Linked DNA regions of Mus musculus: all the other regions are linked to region 1. The links are chromatin contacts, called in public HiChIP or PLAC-seq maps. All regions are on one chromosome and are shown on one strand. Each heading gives the region's core, a stretch centred on a gene start, on an enhancer-like site or on the middle of the called end of the contact. The rest is flanking DNA. Distances are from core to core; before and after follow the strand shown. Region 1 holds the start of Vax1 (ventral anterior homeobox 1). Region 2 overlaps Shtn1 (shootin 1). Region 3 overlaps Shtn1 (shootin 1). Region 4 holds the start of Eno4 (enolase 4).

Region 1 (4,398 bases), core at 1,405-3,904:
AAATAGCATGGCCAGAAGCAAGATTTTATGTTTCTACATCCATCTCATGTCATTTGGGCATGAAGTGAAAACAAATGTCAAATACTCAAAATGTTTTAGTATTAACATTAAGGTCATAGCCATGTGTTTCTTTGAGCACTCTGCATCCCTTGGGGATTCCCGGGAAACTCAAAGCAGGGAGTAGCTGGGAACTAAGTCAGAGCCGACCTGGAATACTGACTTCTGAGGTTAGCCAGAGAGAAGTTCAAATTCTGTATTCACTAATCTGAGGTTTGGACAAGTAATTGAAAGTAATTTGACAAGAACTGAGTCCTCTACTCATTTAGCTCTAAACTGGGATGTTACCTTCCCAAGAAAGGGGTTAAGAATATTAAATGTATTTAGACACCCAATATGGGAGTGCTCAAAACAAACAATCAGCTGCTCCAGGGTTCAAATGAAGGGGCAGGGCCAGCTCCCAAGAAATCTGAAATGGTGAGCTGGCCACTTTTATTTTTTAAAAAGACTTCCTTCCAGGCCTTTGACTTCTCGTGTAGTAGGTGTCCTCCCGGTAACTAGGAGGCTGCAGAGTCCCAAGGCCTAGGGGCCTGAACCATCTAAGATGGTCGATTTCTATCTGGACTGTTGTTGGGGTCTCAATAATTCTTCAAGGTTTTTAAAGTCAGAGTGGGGACTCCCACTTGCCGCTAAGCAGGAGTCCGGACACTTCACGCAGGTTATTCCGTTCTGCCTACCGCCTGGTGTGTGTGTGTGTGTGTGTGTGTGTGTGTGTGTGTGTGTGTGTGTTTGGGCTGGAATTCCGGACCTGCACCCGGAGCAGTACTCCCGACGGATCTCAGCAAGGGCACCCATCCGAAGCCTCAGGAATCCTCCTTCACAGGTGTAGTCGTTGGGGCCAAGGCAGTGGGCGTACCGCACTTCTCCAGTCGGCCGGCTAGCTCGCCAAGGAGAGACCCTTTTCTTCTTTCCGCTTCCTTGCGTTCCTGTGGGGTAGAAGTTCTAGGCACTTGCGGGCCGGGTCTCACAGAGGCGTCCCGCCTGAGGACAGCTCCCGCAGAGATCTATATCTTTGGGCTCTCAATCTGTCCCCGGGATACTCCCCGCTCAGTGAACATCACTCAACATAATCACCCCAAGTATCCCCAATCATATAAAGTCAACTCCCCAAGGTCTGCCTGAGTGCCACAGAAACCTTGGGAACAGACCAAACGCGATTGCTCCTAAGAGACCGGCCGGAGGTGGCTTGGAGAGGAGCGTTGTTACCCGGCTCGGCCCACCCCCTCCACGTTCAGCAGTCTCGAGGGACCGCGGTGGTGGCCGGGAGGTGACAGCCGGACTGTGGGGCGGGCGCAGAGCCCCTCGGAGGCCGCCACACACACTCGCTGTCCTCCCCACTCACTTTGTGCCTCCCACCCTCTCGCCCAGACCCCCGCCCCTCCCCCGCCCGCCTCCGCCCCATTCTTGGAATTGTGTGGAAAAATTCTCAGCCAAACCTCCCACCTCTCCTCGCCTCCCCCCCCCCACTCCCTTTTAAAAACCCCCTTTCCTCCGCGGCCCCTGCACTCTTTGTGAATGAGGGCCGGGAACACGGCCCTTCCCCCGCCCAGGAGCCACGCCAGACCGCCGCACTCAGAGGACTGTTTGTTAATAGTCCAATTAGATAATTGCCATCTTTCACTCCTTTTGCTCCGCATTTCCCATAAAGGAATGAATGGGGAGAGCGGCGTGGAGAGGGCTTCTGCCCCGGCAAGGTGACGAGAAGGGCTGGAGCAAGCTCCTTGCACAAGGCCATGCGCTTGAATTGAATCATTGTGGCCTAATCAATGCTGTTATTGGATTACTGGCTGTTGCTTTTCTCAAAGACATTGTAGCAAGACAATGAAATAGCTAGGGGGAAACTTTTTTTTTGAAGCAGATCTCACAGTTGAGATTTTTTGCTCTCTCTCTCTCTCTCTCTCTCTCTCTCTCTCTCTCTCTCGTATTCCTCCCTCCCTCTACCCCCCCCCCCCCACTCTGAGTACAAAGCTGCCCTTTGAATGGGCTGCCTCAGGGCCGCTGGAGGTGCAGGCATGAAAAAAATCCAACTGGGGCTACAGGAAGAGGGGCGGCAGTTTAAGATGGCTGTCAACGTCGAGGTGTGTTAAGGAGTCGCTTGGGGAGAAAGCTTGGCTTTTTTGGAGTGTGGGGGAGAGACTTTAGGGGGAAACTTTTCTCCTCCCCCCTTCTTTCCCCACCCAGAGGCAACTGCTTTCTATAGCTACAGGGACTGAGGGGGTAACCCCCCCCCATCTGGCTCTATCTGGAGAGTCTAGAGGAACCCCCCTTTAGCCAGTATGTGAGCAGGACGGTCAAAGGCAAAGAGAAAGTTAATAATGCCTGCTAATGGTGTTAGCAATTCAGGATGAATCTTGTCAAAAGTTTTTCTGGAAGTGTGGGTCTTTGATTGTGTTTCCCGAAAGCAAGACCAATCATTTCCGTTTATTCACTGGCTAAACCCCTACTTGATTGGGGACAAGGACAGAAACCATCCATTACGATCTGATATATTATCCAAACAATTTAGTGTATTCGTGAGGTAACTGAAACGTGGGGGCTGCGAAATTACCCGTAATCAATTGCAACAGCGAGTGTGCGTCCCCCCCGGGTGTCGGACAACCACAACTCGGCCGTCTCAGTAACAGGCGGAGCCGCAGCGTTTCGGAGTTGCGCTGTTCGCTACCTGATCGCCAGGCTGGGGACACTGGACGTGCTCAAAGGACGCGGGCGCTGACGAGGCGGCCTCGCCACCGGGATCCTGGACAAGACCCGCCGCCTCTCTACCAGCGCGCCACTCTCCTGTCTGCGCTGACCCTCCGCGGCCGCCGAAGCCACCCCGCGGGGACATTCATTCTGGCGGGCGACCGAGCTTAGGTGCTGCGTTGTAGGGGTTTTGTCCCCTTTTGCTTCTTCTTTTCCCACCCTCCTTCTTTTCTGTGTTTTTTTGTTTTTGTTGTTGTTTTCTTTCTTTCTTTCTTTTTGCCTATGTTCGGGAAACCAGACAAAATGGACGTCCGGTGCCACTCGGACACCGAGGCCGCCAGGGTCTCGAAGAACGCGCACAAGGAGAGCCGGGAGATCAAGGGCGCCGAGGGGAGCCTTCCGGCCGCCTTCCTCAAGGAGCCGCAGGGCGCCTTTTCCGGGTCTGGCGCTTCGGAAGATTGTAACAAAAGTAAATCCAATTCCTCAGCGGACCCAGATTACTGTCGCCGGATCCTAGTCCGAGGTAGGGATGGGCAGGGCTTTGGAACGCGTTCTTTTCGGGGTAATTCCCCTGCCGCAGCTTCGCGTCGCTGCTTAGGGCTGGCGAGGACTTGGGAGAAAGTTGTTGTTGGCCCTTTTCTTTCTTGGGTCCGGTCGGTCGCGGGGACCTGTGCCTGGGGCTCCTCTCAAAGCGCTCTTTCTGGGCCCTAGCAGTCCGGAGGGGCCCCGCAGCACGGTTGCGGGAAGGAATCCAGACCGTGACTGTGGACCGGCCACCAAGCTGGGGCTCGGACCCAGCTCCTCCAGGGGAACGTGCGCGCGTCCTCCGGCCTGCAGGCGTGTGTGCCATGGAGGGCAGAGCGCACCCGATGGAGCAGTGGGCTAGGACCCGTAGCCTCCCGCCGCTGGCCAGAGCCAGCCAGTTAGCTGGTAGGGCTGAGGGCCCTGGCGCTGCGCTCCTGGCCTGGCTGCAGTGGCCTAGAGAGATCGCCGACCTGCGTCGCAGGTCTGCGAATGCCGCCTCTTTGCTTCGCTCGTCCTCGCTCAAGGAGCGGTGTGCGCTCCTCCCGGGCACTGGTGGCGCTGAGGCCCAGCTTCAGCCGGCGCCGCCCCCGCTAGCTGTTAGCCAGGCCCCGCAAGCCGACATTCAGTCCCTCCTCCTTCTGCTGTCTGGACTGAAGCGGGCCGGAGACCCGGGGTAAGGGTGGGGACCACAGGAGTGCAGGCTGCCCTGCAATCTGGGACCATACTGGGAGGTGGGGTTACCAGTAAGAGCCCCTTTGGGCTACTGGGGACTCGGATCACACACCAGAGGCCCCCTAGGCCGGAAGGAGCATTTACCTATTTGGAATTCAGGTTTGTTTTTTGTTGTTGTTGTTGTTTTTGTTTTTGTTCTTGTTTTTTATTGTTTGTTTGTTTCCTCCTCCGGTGTCTGGGAGAACTCTTCAGAGACAGTCTGGTTACTCTCCCAGTTAATAGTATGAAGTTAGCCCCCTTGGCCTCCATACACTCAGAGAATCTCAGCTTTATGATTGCGGCCACCCCATACACTGGCAGCAGCCTACCGGAGATTTGTCCCTAGCTAGCTCTGATCAAGGAGGCAGAGAAAACCGGGGGCGGAGGTTCTGGTGGCTGACGTCTACCCTTTCCTAGATGCCA
Region 2 (4,832 bases), core at 2,225-4,724, 160 kb after region 1:
CCTTGTGTCTGGAAAGCACTTCATAGGGAACCAGTATTTCTTGGATAACTGGTTCTGTTATCCGAAAATTCTTCTTATCCATTTCCTTTTATAAAGCTGTGTTCACTGATGTTGGCAGCTAGTCCCTTTCCTCTAGAGATCAGATTAGTTTTATACAGGACATGTAAGACATTTTCCTTGCCTGTAAACTGATGAAGACCATAACATTGACCAAAGCAGAAAGCAGCTGCTTAAATTCTAGTTGAGAATTCATGCAAGTATAGGGGAGTTGGTTTTCACCGAACATTTAGAACTATCCGTTTTGCCAGTTGGACAATAAAGCGGCCACTAATTCCTTTGGGATCTCTTTCTTCTTCCCAAAGGTCCCTCATGTCTATGATCCGGAAGCGATCTCACCCCAGTGGCAATAGTGCTAAGAAAGAAAAGACAACTCAGCCAGAGACAGGTAAGCTTCGTAACTATTCAGTTCCCCTCAAGCTGGTAATAGTGGGCAGCTTGTCAGTAATTGATGTGTTTGCCGAGCTCTTTGAACAGATTTTCGGACCTTTGAACTTCCAGAAGGATGGGCATTGACCTCTGTCTTAGGGTTTTACTGCAGTGAACAGACACCATGACCAAGGAAAGTCCTATAAAGGACAACATTTAATTAGGGCAGGCTTACAGGTTCAGAGTCTATTATCATCAAGGTGGGAAAATTGCAAATCCAGGTAGGCATGGAAGGCAGAGCTGAGAGTTCTACATCTTTATCTGAAGGCTACTAGCAGAATACTGGCTTCCAGGCAGTTTGGATGAGGATTTTATAGCCCACACCCACAGTGACACATCTACTCCAGCAGAGCCACACCCATTCCAACAGGGCCACATATACTCCCTGGGTAGAGCATAGACAAACCAGCACACCTTCCTCCAGCTTACTGTCTAGACTAGATCAAAGAGAGTGTTCTAAGAACAATGCTTTCTCTGAGAATGGCTCTCTGGGGCATGATGGAGAGGGAGTAATCCCAAAGAAGATTTGGAGAAAGACTTCTTATCAGTGTCAAGGAGGCCAAGTATCTTATCAGCTGTACACTACCACTGTGTCACAAGCTGAACCGACAAGATGCTGATGTTACATTCTAGTGTAATTAGGCGTGGTGTGAACAAGTGACCATCCACATAGATGTCATTTAATGCAACATTTGGGAAATACTGTGGGAAGAAGCGTGTGTCTCTGAGAATCTGTTTTGGAGGACTGCTGGCATCATTAGGCAACATTCAAGTTGATTTGGAGCGTCAAAGACGCAGTGTTTGGGATGAAAAATACCCAAACAGCATAGCAGTATGTTCAAAAGTCGGAACAGGGGAGAAGCTTCATGCATCAGAAAAACCTAAAGACTGCTCTGCTGCCTTGACTCAGGACCCAGGGAAGAGGGCTGAGATGTAGGTGGGAGCCAGGTTCTCAAAGCAATGGTTGAGATGCTGATGTTTCTCCGAAGAATAGAAGTTTCAAGTAGGAATGCAGTGAGATTCATTCTCTAGAACAGTCACTCTGCCTGAAGTTTGGGAAAACAAAGAATGGGGAAGGGGAGGCTAGGCAAGCAGACAGACAGGTGGGCATGGCAGATAGACAGACAGGTATGTATGGCAGGCAGGGTAGGCACGGCAGGCCGGCAGGGATGGCAGAGGAATGTCAATGCCTTAGACCAGAGAACTCAGGCCTACCTCTGGCTCCTAAGTGCTGGGATTCAAAGTGTGCGCCACCACTTTGGCTTAAGTAGCTTTCTTATATAACCCAGGACCACCTACCCAGAGAATGGTGCCAGCCACAGTGGACTGGGCCCTCCTATATGACTTAATAATCTAGACAACCCGCCACAGGCTAATCTGATCTCCGTCATCAGTTGAGACTCCCTTCTCAGGAGATGCTAGGTTGTGTCAAGTTGGCAGTTAAAGCTAAGTAGGATATCTGCTTTGATATAGCACTTCACGGTCCATGAAGGATTGCTGAAGGATTGATTGGCCTGTTCCCAGCTCCTGAGTCAGTCTGTCCTCTGAGCAAGGTGTGTAAGTGTATGTGTATGTGGCAGTCATGGTGGTGATGTCTGCACGTGTGTGGATGCAGATGTGCAGGCCTATGTATGTATAGAGGCCAGAAGAGAACATCAGGTGTCCTGCTACATCACCACCCTTACACTGTTGAGACAGCGTCTCTTATTGAAGCTGGAGCTGATCCTCCTTTCTCTGTCCAACACAGTGCTGGGGTCACAGACACCTTCAGCCATACTCAGGTCTTTTTATATGGATTCTAGGGATTTGGACTCAATTCTTCATGCCTTCTTACCTACTGAGCTATCTCTGTAACCCTGTAACTCCCCTTTGGGAGAGGTAATCCTACTGTAGTCAAGAAATTTCCTTACATTCATATTCTGTAAGTCAATTCTAGACTGATTCAAATATGATGTACCCTCTTGGAAGTTTTTAACATCATGATGATATACAGTGGCTTGGTTTTTAAGGTCTTATCAAAAAAATTAGCAAAATGGGGAAGCAAAAAGAAACTTCATTTCTTCTTGGTAATAAGCAGAGGTTTTCTTGAGTAACAATGTGGTAATTTCTTCCATGGGGGTGTCTCTGTCTCTCTTTCTCTCTCTCCTCTCTCTCTCCTCTCCTCTTTCTCTCTCTCTCTCCCTCTCTCTCTCTCTCTCTCTCTCTCTCTCTCTCTCTCTATCTCTCTGTCTCTCTCTCCCCCTCCCTCCCTCCCTCTCTCTCTCTCCTTTTAAGATCTAACTTATTTTCCAAGTGGGTCTAAAGATTTAAGCCCCAATTAATTACATATAGTATTCTGATCCAAGACTGACCTTGAAGCCCTAACTCAAAGAACCTTTGGTTTTGTTTTGTTGGGTTTTTTTTCCTTTCCGCCCGTGGCAGTTCGGTAACATTAGACTTGTTGTCCTCATTAGCCTCTTTCTCTAATCTCCAGCATCCTGCATATTTCCATTGTCCTCCTGATTACATGCTTTTGTGAGACAATTACCAACTGCGCGATTGCAGAAGGAATTACAAAACATACCACGGGTGCTCCGTAGGTGATTCATGCCGGTTTATTAGAACTGCTTAATAGTTCAGAAGTTCATATAGATTGCTTTTTTGCCATTTCAAAAACAGGTCGGTGAGAGGAAGAAAGCCTGTGCGGCTAGCTTAGCACTGCCCTTGTGTTGCGCCTGAGTAGGGAATCTGATAAGAGTGATTTCTTTTTCTTAAGACCAATTATGCCTTTATATTGGGGGGAAAAAAGGCTGAGAAATTAAAGCCTGGTTTATAATCTGTGCACAATACAGATAGTGGCACTTCTCTGAATTATCACTATGATTCTGGCAAGCAAATATAAGGAGCTACTTTAAATTCCTGCTGGTAGATGCTGTCGCAGATTTGAATGGTGTGGCCCGTAATTCTCCATCTGTCTGCCTTAATTAGTTTCTGTATGGTGTATTTAATTGGGTTGCAGTCAGTCCTTGCAGAGCGCTAATCTGTTTGTAGGCGGTGCTCCCTTCCCCATGCAGCTCTTCCTAGTCTCACTCAAAATGGCAGCCTTTCTGAAAAAGAAAACAAAACCAAGAGGGAAAAAAAAAAAAAAAAAAAAAAAAGAAGGTGTTTTAAAACTGGTCTCTGCGTTCCCAGGACTAAACCACATCCCATGCCAGGTGCTTATGCATAAGACCTGGCTTTTTGAAAAGTCTCCTTTTGAACAGGGTCAGGAAAGCATATGTATGTACAGATACTTGGACGTCAAGGGAGACGGCGAATGAGTGAGTGAATTTCTTGTTTGCCCCCTTGTAGATATTTGTGAACCATCAGAGTAAGTTTCCACCCCCAAATTCTATTTGAGGGAACATAGTTAATCAACCCAAAGCATAGGACATTTGTTTTTCTTCGTTTCTCCCCCCCCCCCCAACATTTTTCATTTGTTGTTAAGTTCTGACTTGGGTACTTGTGTTTCCTATGTTGCATTCTGTGATGTTTGATACTGATTGTCAACTCCATAAGATCTACAATCACCCAGGAGACAAACCTCTGGGTATTCCAATGAGGAAGTTCCTGGATTAGGTTAATGGAGGTGAGAAGACCCACTCTAAATGTGGGCAACTGTTGCTGGCCCTGGAGCTGGCTAGGCTGAATAAGAGGACAAGTGCCTCCCTCCCCCACAGTGATGGGTTTACTCTTGTACTGAGCTAAAGAAACTCTGCCTTCCTCAGGAGGCTTTGTTTTTTCTCTCATTGTTGCAACAATGAGAGAGAGTTACTAAAAAGTAACTAAGACGGCTGTGGAAAGATGACTCTTGGGTCTGAATCATGTTCCACATGGAGACATTTTAATTCTTAGTTTTCCAATAGCCTCTGAGGACAGAATTGTCTTTGAAGTCAGATTATACTTACCAACGTAGCAGTGATTCAGCCATTTGGTGCTACAGAGTTGAGGGTAATAGAAACTTGTAAACTCTGGTGTTCCCTTAGGGACTCAGAGATGAGGAATGGCTACCCAGGTCCACATGAAGTCTTCTCAGGAAAGAAGACCTGAGTTAGACCTGAAACAAGCACTGGTTAGTTTTGGGTATACTGTGGTCCTCTTCATCTAGAAGGCAGCCTTTGTGAGCTTAGCCATCTCTCCCCAGAAGTACAGACATCATATCTGTTTAAAGCTAGAGTTCAACACTGATCAGGCAGACTGTGAGTCTGCCATCGAGCCTAGGTCTCAGTGGGCACTTAGCTTCCGTGTGTCAGCTGGAGTGAATTCACTAGGAATAGCAAGGTCTAGAAGCACATTAATGGTGACATGTTCCAAAGTGATTCCATACT
Region 3 (4,968 bases), core at 2,193-4,692, 190 kb after region 1:
GGGTCTTTTGCATGCAGGACAAGATGAGCAGGGCTCTGTCTCACAAACTAAGCAGAGATGTAAGGATCTACGGCTGGCCCCATTCTGCTGCCCCCTTGGCCTCCTTTGGAAGTGGCTCTGCTGGTTTGAAATGTGCTTTGTTCATGGTTTCCACTAATTACTTTCCAGAGGGTGAACGTCCTCCATTGAGTAAACGGTAGTCAACTACTACAGTGACTTTTCATTCGGAACTTTGCGCTGAGGATAGGACTGGTGGAGGGGACTCAGTCTCACGACGATGGAGCAAGAGGCAGCGATTTCTCAGTGTGCCCTTCTTCTCATGGTCATTTCCACCCAACATATTTCTTTTTTTTTTTTTTTTTTTTTTTCCATTTTTTATTAGGTATTTAGCTCATTTATCACCCAACATATTTCTAATGCACCCTGCTCTTCGAAGCCCCAGACTAGAAGCTGGAAGCTTCAAGTTCTTTTAAATATCCCTTTGAAGCACCAGGCAGGCAGTTAGCTTGCTGTTTTTTGTTTGGGAGGTTCAACACAGGTCACTTTGTGCCCTTGGAGAATTAAAAAGAAAAAGAAAACCATGAGCCCATGTAGCAATTATAGGACTTCATTTCAATAGAAAAGTGTTCTTTTCTATTGAAGCCATTTTTTAAAAATTTTAATTTACATTTAATTTCCAGGTCTCTGGTATCTCTAAATACCTGTAACATTTGGCCCCATGCAGATTTATTCTAGCAAGAGTTCATCTTGTCTGAGCCATCTTTTGAATAGTAGAGGTTAGCTGATGAAAGAGAAATTTTAGACGTATCTTGGTTGGTGTGACCAGTCACACCTTTCCATGACAGGAAAAAGGAAATCTAAATGCCTTTCAAGTTTTTAATTAAAAACAGGATCGAGTTTTTAAATCAGGGTTTGACCCCTAACTCACCTCTTCACTTTTATTTCTTCTAGTGTGAACCGAATGTTAAAAAATGAAATGGAAAAGTACTGGTTTCTACAATTGGAGACAGAGAGTCTGAGGTTCTGAAATATGTCCACAAATGGAAACTTCTATTCTTAAACTTACTTTTGTTATCAACTTTGCACAAAATCTTTCTCTCTAGTACTGGTCTCAGTAGGACGTGCATTTGTTTTGTCGGCCAAGTAACCATTTCTTCAAAAAGGCTTGGGTCAACCTTTTATCCAAATGGAGGCTAGGGAAGTATCCGGTCCCTGTGGTGAAAGGAGTGTGCTTTCTTCTGGTTACTTTCTGTCCTCCATTTCTTCATCACCTCCTTTGCCTTTTTCTTTCTGTGGTGTATGCATGTGTGTTTGTGTGTGTGTGTGTGTGTGTGTGTGTGTGTGTGTGTGTGTCTTTGGGTGTTTGTGTGTGTCTGTGTGCACGCTCTGCATTGAGGAGAAGGGGAGAAGGGCAGCTTCCTGTACTTAGTAAACATTTAAACATTTATTTCTGAGAAGAGTCTACTGGCAGAATGAGCCGCATGGACGTTCCTGCTTAATCTCATGCTCTTATACAATTAAAGGATTTGCTGGGCGCTCAGCTGTAATCTTAGCACTGCTGAATTGTGTACGGACACTGCAGGAAACTGCTCTGTTCCACAGAGCAGGACCACAATGGAGCCCCGTGTGTGCCGGTACATGGACAATTAAGTTTTAACAACAAAATTAGCCGAACAACTGGATGCTCTGGAAGCCGAGATCCCCTCACTTGGTCTTTTCTTCTCCCCCCTCCCCACCCCCAGGAGTTATCCTGTGGACTGCCGGAAAACTCAGCAGTCAGTATTGTCTCTGCGTTCAGAGGGGCTGTACAGACAGCAACTTCTTCCAGATTAATTGTTCAGGATGTATTACACCTAGTGAAAAAAAAATGACTGGTAAAATACCATTGAGTAAATCTCAAAATTACTGTTAAAGGGCTACCAAGTAATTCTCCATTCTCTTGAAGAATTAATTGCCCCTTAATGTTTGCTTTCAGTTACAAGGGCTCAGATTTTATAGGACTTTGTCTAAAATGTATCATTTCTTGCAAATTGCCTTTGGTACTTTGTAGGGGTTTTTGTTGTTGTTGTTAAAAAAAAAAACATTTCTTAACAGTATTTATGTTTCCTTTTATTTGTGTTTCATGAGGTAGAGTGAAGTTTTGTTTTGTTTTAATGGAAAGGAAAGTAACTTCCAAGACTGGAAAAGCATTTTCAGACCCTGAGATTAAACCAACCAGACTTCTTAAACCAGATAAAACACATTTCACTTGAAAGATACTTTATCATGTCATGGAAGTATACAAAAGGTGATAGGCTGAATTCCTGTGACTCCTATCTTAAAAGTTTGATGTATAAAATATAGTAAATGGAAAGGAAAACTTAAAATAGATATCTATGAAAATGCACACTGTGCATAGCTGACTTTAAAGGAACCAATGTTTCCTCTGGAGACTTCTGTGGGAGGCTGCATGTCTTTTAACATATTTCTTGTAAATGACACACAGTTTTTAAATACCTGGGATCTAAATGAATTTTCATAGAGACTAAAATCTATCCAAAATTGTGTGTGTGTGTGTGTGTGTGTGTGTGTGTGTGTGTAAAAACAGCCCAGAAGCCAAAAAGAAAGTGTCATGAGTGTTTTGTAGTGAGTTTATGTGTTCCCTACATGGCTTTACCAGTGAAGGCTCTTCATGATCAGAATCTAATAAATTGTCTTTGGTCTAGCTGGCACAGTAGAAGAAACAAGCTGGTATAGCCTTGAAGGGACCACCAGGGTCTATGATGTAAACGGCATGGCAGCTAAAAAACTAAAGGAAATTTTGCTGAATGTGAGCCCAGGGTCTTTCCTCAGCTATTGTTACCTGTGACAAAAGGGACTCTGGCTAATCCGGACGTATGGAATACTTTCTGTACTTTAAGCCTGTCTTCCCACAAATAAAAGCAGAGTCAGACTGATGGACCGGTACAGAGCTTTGGATAAAATACAGTTTTTAAAAAGTACACAAAGTCAAAGCTCCGTTCTACCTCCAGTCCCACAAGGATGAGGCTTGATAGTGATTAGAAATTCTCAGCTTATGTTTGGGATGTAATATTTTCGAAGTTTTAGACTGGCGCATGAAAAGCTCTGAAAAAAAAAAATCAAGAGTTTCTGAAAGAAACAATGAACATCAGCTTTAGTAAGGCCAGCTCCCTTCACCACTCTGCTCGCTGCAGGGACTGGAGGGGGAAGCAAGACTCATTTATACACTAGGGAAATAGAAACTGACTTCCTCTTTGGAGTTTTCCCAGAAAACTACTTTATAAAGACAAATTTAAATCTTTCCATTTTCCATCCTTGAAGGTGGCAAATATGATTGTGGTTTTATCCGTTTTTTATTGTAAATGAAACAGAGTTCAGACCGGCCACTGCACGTCATTTGTTGGATGGCTGCCACAGACTAATGCAGACGTCCCACTGGGAGACCAGAGAAGCGCTACACCGTGATTCACCAGATTGTGTTAAATAGTCCAGCTGTTGCGATTTGAAAGATAGTTACCTCAGAAGTGAAATAGAAATGAACTTGGCATTTATGCCTCAAACCGTTTTTATACTGTTTGGCAATCAGCTTTTCAGAGGTAGCATTTTATAAAATAACTCTCACCGCTTAAAGGTTTCATTCTCTGTAATGCTCAAAATGTCCCACCTTTATATTATCAGTAAAATTAAGCTTGAGCGATATTCAGAATTTGCATGAAATAAGCATTCCCCCCTTCATTTCCTGAGCTTTGATTGTATTCAATTGAGCTCAGAACCGTGTCGATTAGGGGCTCTTTGGGGCATTAGTTAATTTGAATTGCAGCCGAAATGTTAGCTAGAATGTTGTTGAATATAATTGAGATGTGGAAAGTTGATTTTGAAAGGAATTTCATTGAATGCAAACAATGATGGTTTTTTTTTTGGGGGGGGGCAAGCACACAGAATGCTTTGCCTCTGTCCCCTGTGACACAGTCTGAGAAACAACGAATCCCTTTACCAAGTGCAGCTTTGCTGAAACTGCAACACTTCTGATTCTTCTTACACCTGTGTGATTTGGAGGCAGGTCAGGTCTTTCTTTGCCAGCCAGAGCCCTTTGTTCTGGCTCTCCTACAGTTGGGGGACAGTAGCTGTCAGCTGTAATAGAGTTGCAGTTTGAGATCTTGAATTCCAGTTTTTAATTGGCTTGCTTTCGGGGGTGGGGGAGGGAGTGTCTTGAAACAACTGCTGAGCACATGATCCAGAATGACTCATGAAGAAGGTCTGTTATAGCAGATCATGGATAACTAACTACACGATTCTGCAGTCTGGGCCCCCCCCAGACTTCTGATGCAGGTTCTGTGCTGGTAAATGACAGATCATTTCACTTTGGCCGCCTGGGGTTTACATATGACAGGGAGGGTCCGACCGACTCATGCAGCCTTCCTCTCTCTCTGTGACTCAGCAGTTCTGCTCTACAGGGAGGGTCCGACCGACTCATGTAGCCTTCCTCTCTCTCTGTGACTCAGCAGTTCTGCTCTACAGATCCTGCTGCATCGGGAGAAGGGCTGCCGTGGCTCTTTTACAAGTATCAACTTTAATTGCTTATTAGTAGTAACTGTCCTTAGATGCTGCATTGAAGGAGGAGGTGGACGGAGCCACCGTGGACCAGGCCCCTATGGTAGTACTGCTTGAGCCTTTGTTGGGTTCAAACCTCTAGACCCACATGGCTTCCTTGAATAGTAGCCTAGGTTCTCAGTACTGCCCCTGAAGGACATGGGATTGGGAATGTATTAGTTGCCTTTTCTGTTGCTATGATAAAAATACTTTAACAAAGGCATCTTAAGGTGGAGAGGGTTAATTTGTGCTGATAGTGTGACAGTGCATTAGTCCACTGTGACAGGGAAAACCTGATAGCTAAAGGTCAAGGCAGCCATGCACATTGCATCCATACTCAGGAATCAGAGGACAGTGAATGCTACAAGTCAGCTCTTT
Region 4 (4,476 bases), core at 256-2,755, 230 kb after region 1:
GAAGCTTAGTAATTGCAATTTCCTTTAAGTGGCAGAGCAGAAATCACTTGGAAGGGATCCAAGATTGACTTCTGAGCGCTGTGCCTACTATGGGCGCTGACACCCTTGGGCAGGTTGACCAGGGTTGTCCAAGAAAGCAGGCTGAGCAAGCCATGAGAAGCAAACCAGTAGGCAGCATTTTTTTTCTTCCTATAGCCTCTGCTGCATTTCCTGCCCAGACTTCCCTCAGTGATGGGCTGTGGCATGGAAATGTAAACCAAATAAACAAGTTCCTAAGTTGCTTTTGGTCAGAATGTTGTAGCAAAGGATAGAAAGCAAATGGGGCCGCCCCTAACTAAGGTATGGGAGTTCCCAAAGAGCTGTACAAACCAGTGCCAGGCTGCCTAACAGACTAGGAAGAGACAGGGTGAGGTGTCCTTTTAGACAACGAGTTAACAGTTCCTTCAGCAAGAGAGAGAGGGATTGAAATCTTTATAAGGCCTTCACTCACCTATTCCACAAAAAGTCTATAATTGTCCCTTTGTCCCACAGTGCAGGGGTAGGGGTGAGGGTGGGGGTACTAGTTAAAGCCCTGAGGCCCAAGTTCTTTATTTAAAAAAGGGAGGGTTGTTTGTTTGTTTTAAATCTTGCAGAGCTTTTAGAGACGAAGACAACGAGTGGTAGGTACCCCAACTCCTTTCCAAGTCACATCTGATGCACAGGAATCCCCCTCCTCAGCAGCCAACCATTAGGTAACTCAAAGGATTACTGTAGGATGGCCCTAGGAGAGCTCAAGGACACTCAGTCAACAACGGAGAAGGGCCTCCGAGTGAAATCTGCATTTTGGCAGTCACTGGCCCGAGACGTTGGGTACCTAGCCAATGCAGGGTGCGTGAGGTTTTCACACCTGGGAGCTTAGACTTGGAATCTGAGACATCAGGGGGGAGTGGAAGCCAAAGGAATGGGACCCGGGGTGGGCTGCAGCCAAGTCCCTGGCATTCGTTTCGTGGTCCAGCTTGCGTCCCCGCCCGCAGGTAAGGTAAGTTCAGCGTCAGGTCTGTGGTTTAGAAAACCAACGGCAGGTGAGCTCCTTGGATAGAAAAGAAGCTCGCCAGTCTCGGAGCAGACCTGAGCTACAGACCCATTCAGGGTCCTCTTGTCAACTCTCCGCATCCTCCCCGCGCAGCACGCTCGCCCTGCTCTCAGCTGGGCATCCCCTAACCCTTCTGCCCAGCAGCGCGCAGGCGCGACTCCGTTGCGCAGGCGCAGACGCATCGCGCTGCCGCAGCGTGGGCCAGAGGGAGGAGGGAGCTCCCCGCGCGTCCCTACCAGGTGCCCGTAGACATCCGCAGGCTGGAGGTAGAAGGTGGAGTTGAGCAGATCTTCCAGCTTGCGCGGGACGTCGTTCTCCTGGTAGTACGCCATCGCCTGCTGCTTCAGCTTCTGCAGGTCCCTAGTGATCCCGCCTCTGCGGCCGCCGTCTTCATCTCCCATGGTAGGAGACTTAGGGCTACAGCGGGGTTTTGCCAGGGGGCCCGCCAGCGTCCTTTTGTCGCTAGGCAACGCAACGAGATCACGACCCCTAGATCTCGCGAGGCTTCCTTCCCTTGGTGGACCGAGACTCAAGCTTTCCGTTCGGGACCCATCGTTGTCCCGTCCGCACTTCGCCTTTCTTCAATGCTTCGCTCTTAGTGCTCTCTCGTCCCCGTTTGTCACTGTTCCTCGGACAGTTTTGCAGACGGGGAGGCATTTAACGATTGTTTGAGTTCGTTTTGCAGAAGCTGGGGAGCGGTACCCGCCACTTCAACTCTTGCAGTTAACGAGGGAGAGGGATGCAAGAGCCCAGGGTGCCCTTCCTGAGCCGTGGAGGTCCTGGGCATGCATCCCTTCCAACCCACGCACTGTGCTTGCTGCACGCCTCGTGATGCTCTCTCTCAGAAAGCTCCCTTTGGGGGAGATTACTGAGAGTGAAACCCAGTGTAGGAAGTAAGACTGATGATGCTTTGGAGAGACCCAGGGCGAGGTGGAGGCCATGCAAAACGCAGCCCATGAGAAAGTCCTTGGGTCATGGTCTGTAGCAGCGGGCTGCCTGTTTACTGTGACAGTTAGGTACCAGACGCAATGATAGAACTTATTTCTGTGCTCGTTACTTGGATGGTGCAGGACGATCCAAGTAATGGATAGGAGTGGGCCGAGACAGACAGGGTGTTTTCGTGTTTTTTTTTTTTTATTGTTGCCTGTTTTATGTTCCCAACAGAAAGCAGGTTGCTTAAAAGACTTGTGCCTTCATTGCTCATCTGGAAAACGTAATCTTACCTGCTCTGTCCGCTGGACAATCACTTAAAATAACCCCGAGTGCGAAGAGGCATTTGGGAACAGTTGTTTTCCATAAATGTACTGTTGGATGTAGGTGGATAAAATACCTGATTCTGTAAGTACGCTTATATAACCGAGACCCATTCCTCCCTGCTCTGGACTCTCTTTGAGGACGATTTCCTTTCTGTGGTGTGATGGGTCATCACACACTTGCCCTCCCCTCTGGCTGGCTGCAAGTCCTTGGATGGTGGAAGCAGAGACTTAGTCATCTCCTTGTCCATCGCAGAGCTGAGCGCTCACAGCTGGGATTTTAGTGCACCTTTGTTTAAAAACGAGCCCACAATGTTGCCATTGCTTTTATTCCTGGGTGTGGCCGTCCTCATACCAACCCGCCTCCTGTGGAAGGTACCTCCTTCGCCCATCCTGTGAAGGTTGAGTTTTGTGTCTTAAGAAAAGCTGTGCTTCACATTCTCACCCCCCCAGCAGACTGCTCTTTCTACTGATCTCCTTGCCCACTTGAAACCTGGACCACAGACGTGAGCCCTCATCTTTTAGGGCTGACCCATTTGACTTTCTTCTTTTTCATTCTTCTGTGCTCAGCATGAATCTCTGGGCCTACCACCTGGATGCAGCCACTGAACTATATCTCCAGACCTCATTTAATTTTCTTTTCCTTTTTTTTTTTTTTTTCTAGTTTGTGACTTGGTTTTATGTATCTTAGGATGGCCTCAGACTGGCTGTGTAGTGGAGGCTGACTTTGAACTTCTGACCCTTCTGCTTCTATCTCTGGAGTTCTGAGTTAACAGGCGTGAGCAACCGTGCCTAGTTAACGCAGTGCTAGGGGTAGAACCCTGGTCTTCATGCATGCCAGGCAAGCACTTCACCAGCTGAGCTATAACCCCAGCCCTCATTTAATATTTTAATGGAAGACTGGAAGTATTTGGGCTGAGACCACTATGCAATGGGTTCTTCGCTCTCTAACCCACTGTCCTCTATGTCCCATGAGGACAGGGTTTGTGTGTCTTGTTCAGTACTGCACTTATGGCATCAGTATATTCCTTTATAGATTAGATGTTCAGTAAACAGTTACTGGATGAGTGAATCGATTTTGCATACGCTAAATCACAAACATGTAACTGCTTTGGTGTTAAGTGAGCAGTAAGTCCTTCTTTTCAGAAATGAGAAACAGGGATGGACATTTAGCCCGCAGAGAAAATTTAGCCCGCAGAGAAATTGTCAAAGCCTTAGAATACCATCCTGCAAGAGCAGGGCATTCCTAAAAATACAGGACTGGCAAGGCAGAAGTGGTTGGCTGGCTACGGTGGTAGGACTGATAACGTGTTTGGTTGTTCAGGAAGCAGTAATTCCAGGTGGAGAATGATTTAGGAAGGTCAAAGGGTAAAGGTCAGCTGGGAAGAGACAGATGAGAAGGATGCCTACTCCTAGGTGATGGGGATGGAGGGTGAGGAGCCAAGAAGACTTGGGGGGCAGTGTAGAGGTCTCTTAGAGTTGTAAAGAGTAACACACTATGTGACCTGTGCACCGGGTTTTGCACCTCCTGGCCTCAAGTTTGAGAATCCCAGATCAAAAAGGGAGGACTGGAGATACCAAAGATGTCTTCATAGCCTAACAACCTGAAGAATGGAGACGCCCTCAGAGGGAAATGGGGACAGAGTCCTCTTGAAATAGGAGCGAGGCACCGCAGAAGGAATGGATTGAGGACACGGGAGGAGGGCAGGAGCTATAAGAGGAAACAGACAAAACCGGCTTTGAGCAGTAAAAAGAAAGTCCGAGTCCCAAAGGCAAGGGTAGAAACTGTCGGTGCTGTGTCAGGTGTGTATGCCTGCACCCAGGGTGATCTGCTGTCCTCAGGTGGTGGGGGTCAGGAATCTTGTCTTCGTATATGCTAGCAGTATCTAATTTTCTTCCAGTGAGTTACCTTTATGACCAAGGATTACAGTATATTCTAGGGAAGGGTATTTAAGTCAAAGCTTAGAGAAGAGTTGACTCCTAAGGGGTCCTTAGTGACTCAGTTGTTTTCTTAGAGACTTTTTACCTGGGAGCTGTGTGAAGTCAAGGAAATGTCAGTGCCTCTCTTTCTGCTTCTGCCATCCAGTTGACAAAGATGTCTTGACGGAGCGCCCTGTGCTAGGCACTATTCCAGAGCGCTGAAGTTAAAGC

What was found. HiChIP or PLAC-seq counts read pairs in DNA pulled down with a chosen protein or histone mark.
Region 2: an H3K4me3 HiChIP or PLAC-seq map of embryonic forebrain shows a contact between it and region 1, with 4 times the contacts expected there. The contact joins the enhancer-like site here to the promoter of Vax1 in region 1. A contact is called at or near these places in 2 of 39 promoter capture datasets (the 3T3-L1 cell line and cranial neural crest), 7 of 115 datasets of contacts at active chromatin or transcription factors (VIP interneurons, embryonic basal ganglia, embryonic forebrain and 4 more) and 1 of 9 other capture datasets (adipose tissue).
Region 3: an H3K4me3 HiChIP or PLAC-seq map of bone marrow-derived macrophages shows a contact between it and region 1, with 5 times the contacts expected there. The contact joins the enhancer-like site here to the promoter of Vax1 in region 1. A contact is called at or near these places in 3 of 39 promoter capture datasets (3T3-L1-derived adipocytes, cranial neural crest and embryonic stem cells), 3 of 484 Hi-C or Micro-C datasets (the N1E-115 cell line, forebrain and stem cell-derived neural progenitor cells), 10 of 115 datasets of contacts at active chromatin or transcription factors (bone marrow-derived macrophages, craniofacial prominence, embryonic basal ganglia and 7 more) and 3 of 9 other capture datasets (adipose tissue, liver and pancreatic islet).
Region 4: a contact with region 1 is called in an H3K4me3 HiChIP or PLAC-seq map of embryonic forebrain, with 5 times the contacts expected there. The contact joins the promoter of Eno4 here to the promoter of Vax1 in region 1. A contact is called at or near these places in 9 of 39 promoter capture datasets (the C10 cell line, the SN4741 cell line, cranial neural crest and 5 more), 5 of 484 Hi-C or Micro-C datasets (embryonic stem cells, extraembryonic endoderm stem cells, nephron progenitors and 1 more), 13 of 115 datasets of contacts at active chromatin or transcription factors (bone marrow-derived macrophages, craniofacial prominence, embryonic basal ganglia and 8 more) and 3 of 9 other capture datasets (adipose tissue, liver and pancreatic islet).

What each region holds. Positions count from the first base shown.
Region 1 is chr19:59,168,653-59,173,050 of GRCm38.p6, reverse strand. Vax1 (ventral anterior homeobox 1) reads left to right here and starts at 2,654. Exons shown (of 3, transcript NM_009501.3): 1 at 2,654-3,262; 2 at 4,393-4,398. The coding sequence starts at 3,022. 4930442E04Rik (RIKEN cDNA 4930442E04 gene) reads right to left here and starts at 1,270. Exons shown (of 2, transcript NR_167767.1): 1 at 806-1,270.
Region 2 is chr19:59,005,378-59,010,209 of GRCm38.p6, reverse strand. It overlaps Shtn1 (shootin 1), which reads left to right. Exons shown (of 17, transcript NM_001114312.1): 12 at 363-445. Among named protein-coding and RNA genes, the nearest start is that of Eno4, 64 kb to the right of the region's middle. Within about 2 kb of position 3,474, at least 20 of the 459 cell types and tissues checked have an H3K27ac peak or open chromatin away from gene starts, as enhancers often do. A contact at or near this core is called in embryonic basal ganglia and embryonic forebrain, where this site is marked.
Region 3 is chr19:58,978,350-58,983,317 of GRCm38.p6, reverse strand. All of the region lies in intron 16 of Shtn1 (shootin 1), which reads left to right. Among named protein-coding and RNA genes, the nearest start is that of Eno4, 37 kb to the right of the region's middle. Within about 2 kb of position 3,442, at least 104 of the 459 cell types and tissues checked have an H3K27ac peak or open chromatin away from gene starts, as enhancers often do. A contact at or near this core is called in the N1E-115 cell line, bone marrow-derived macrophages, embryonic stem cells and 1 more, where this site is marked.
Region 4 is chr19:58,940,454-58,944,929 of GRCm38.p6, reverse strand. Eno4 (enolase 4) reads right to left here and starts at 1,505. Exons shown (of 14, transcript NM_178689.4): 1 at 1,309-1,505. The coding sequence starts at 1,473. It also overlaps a transcript of Hspa12a not described here.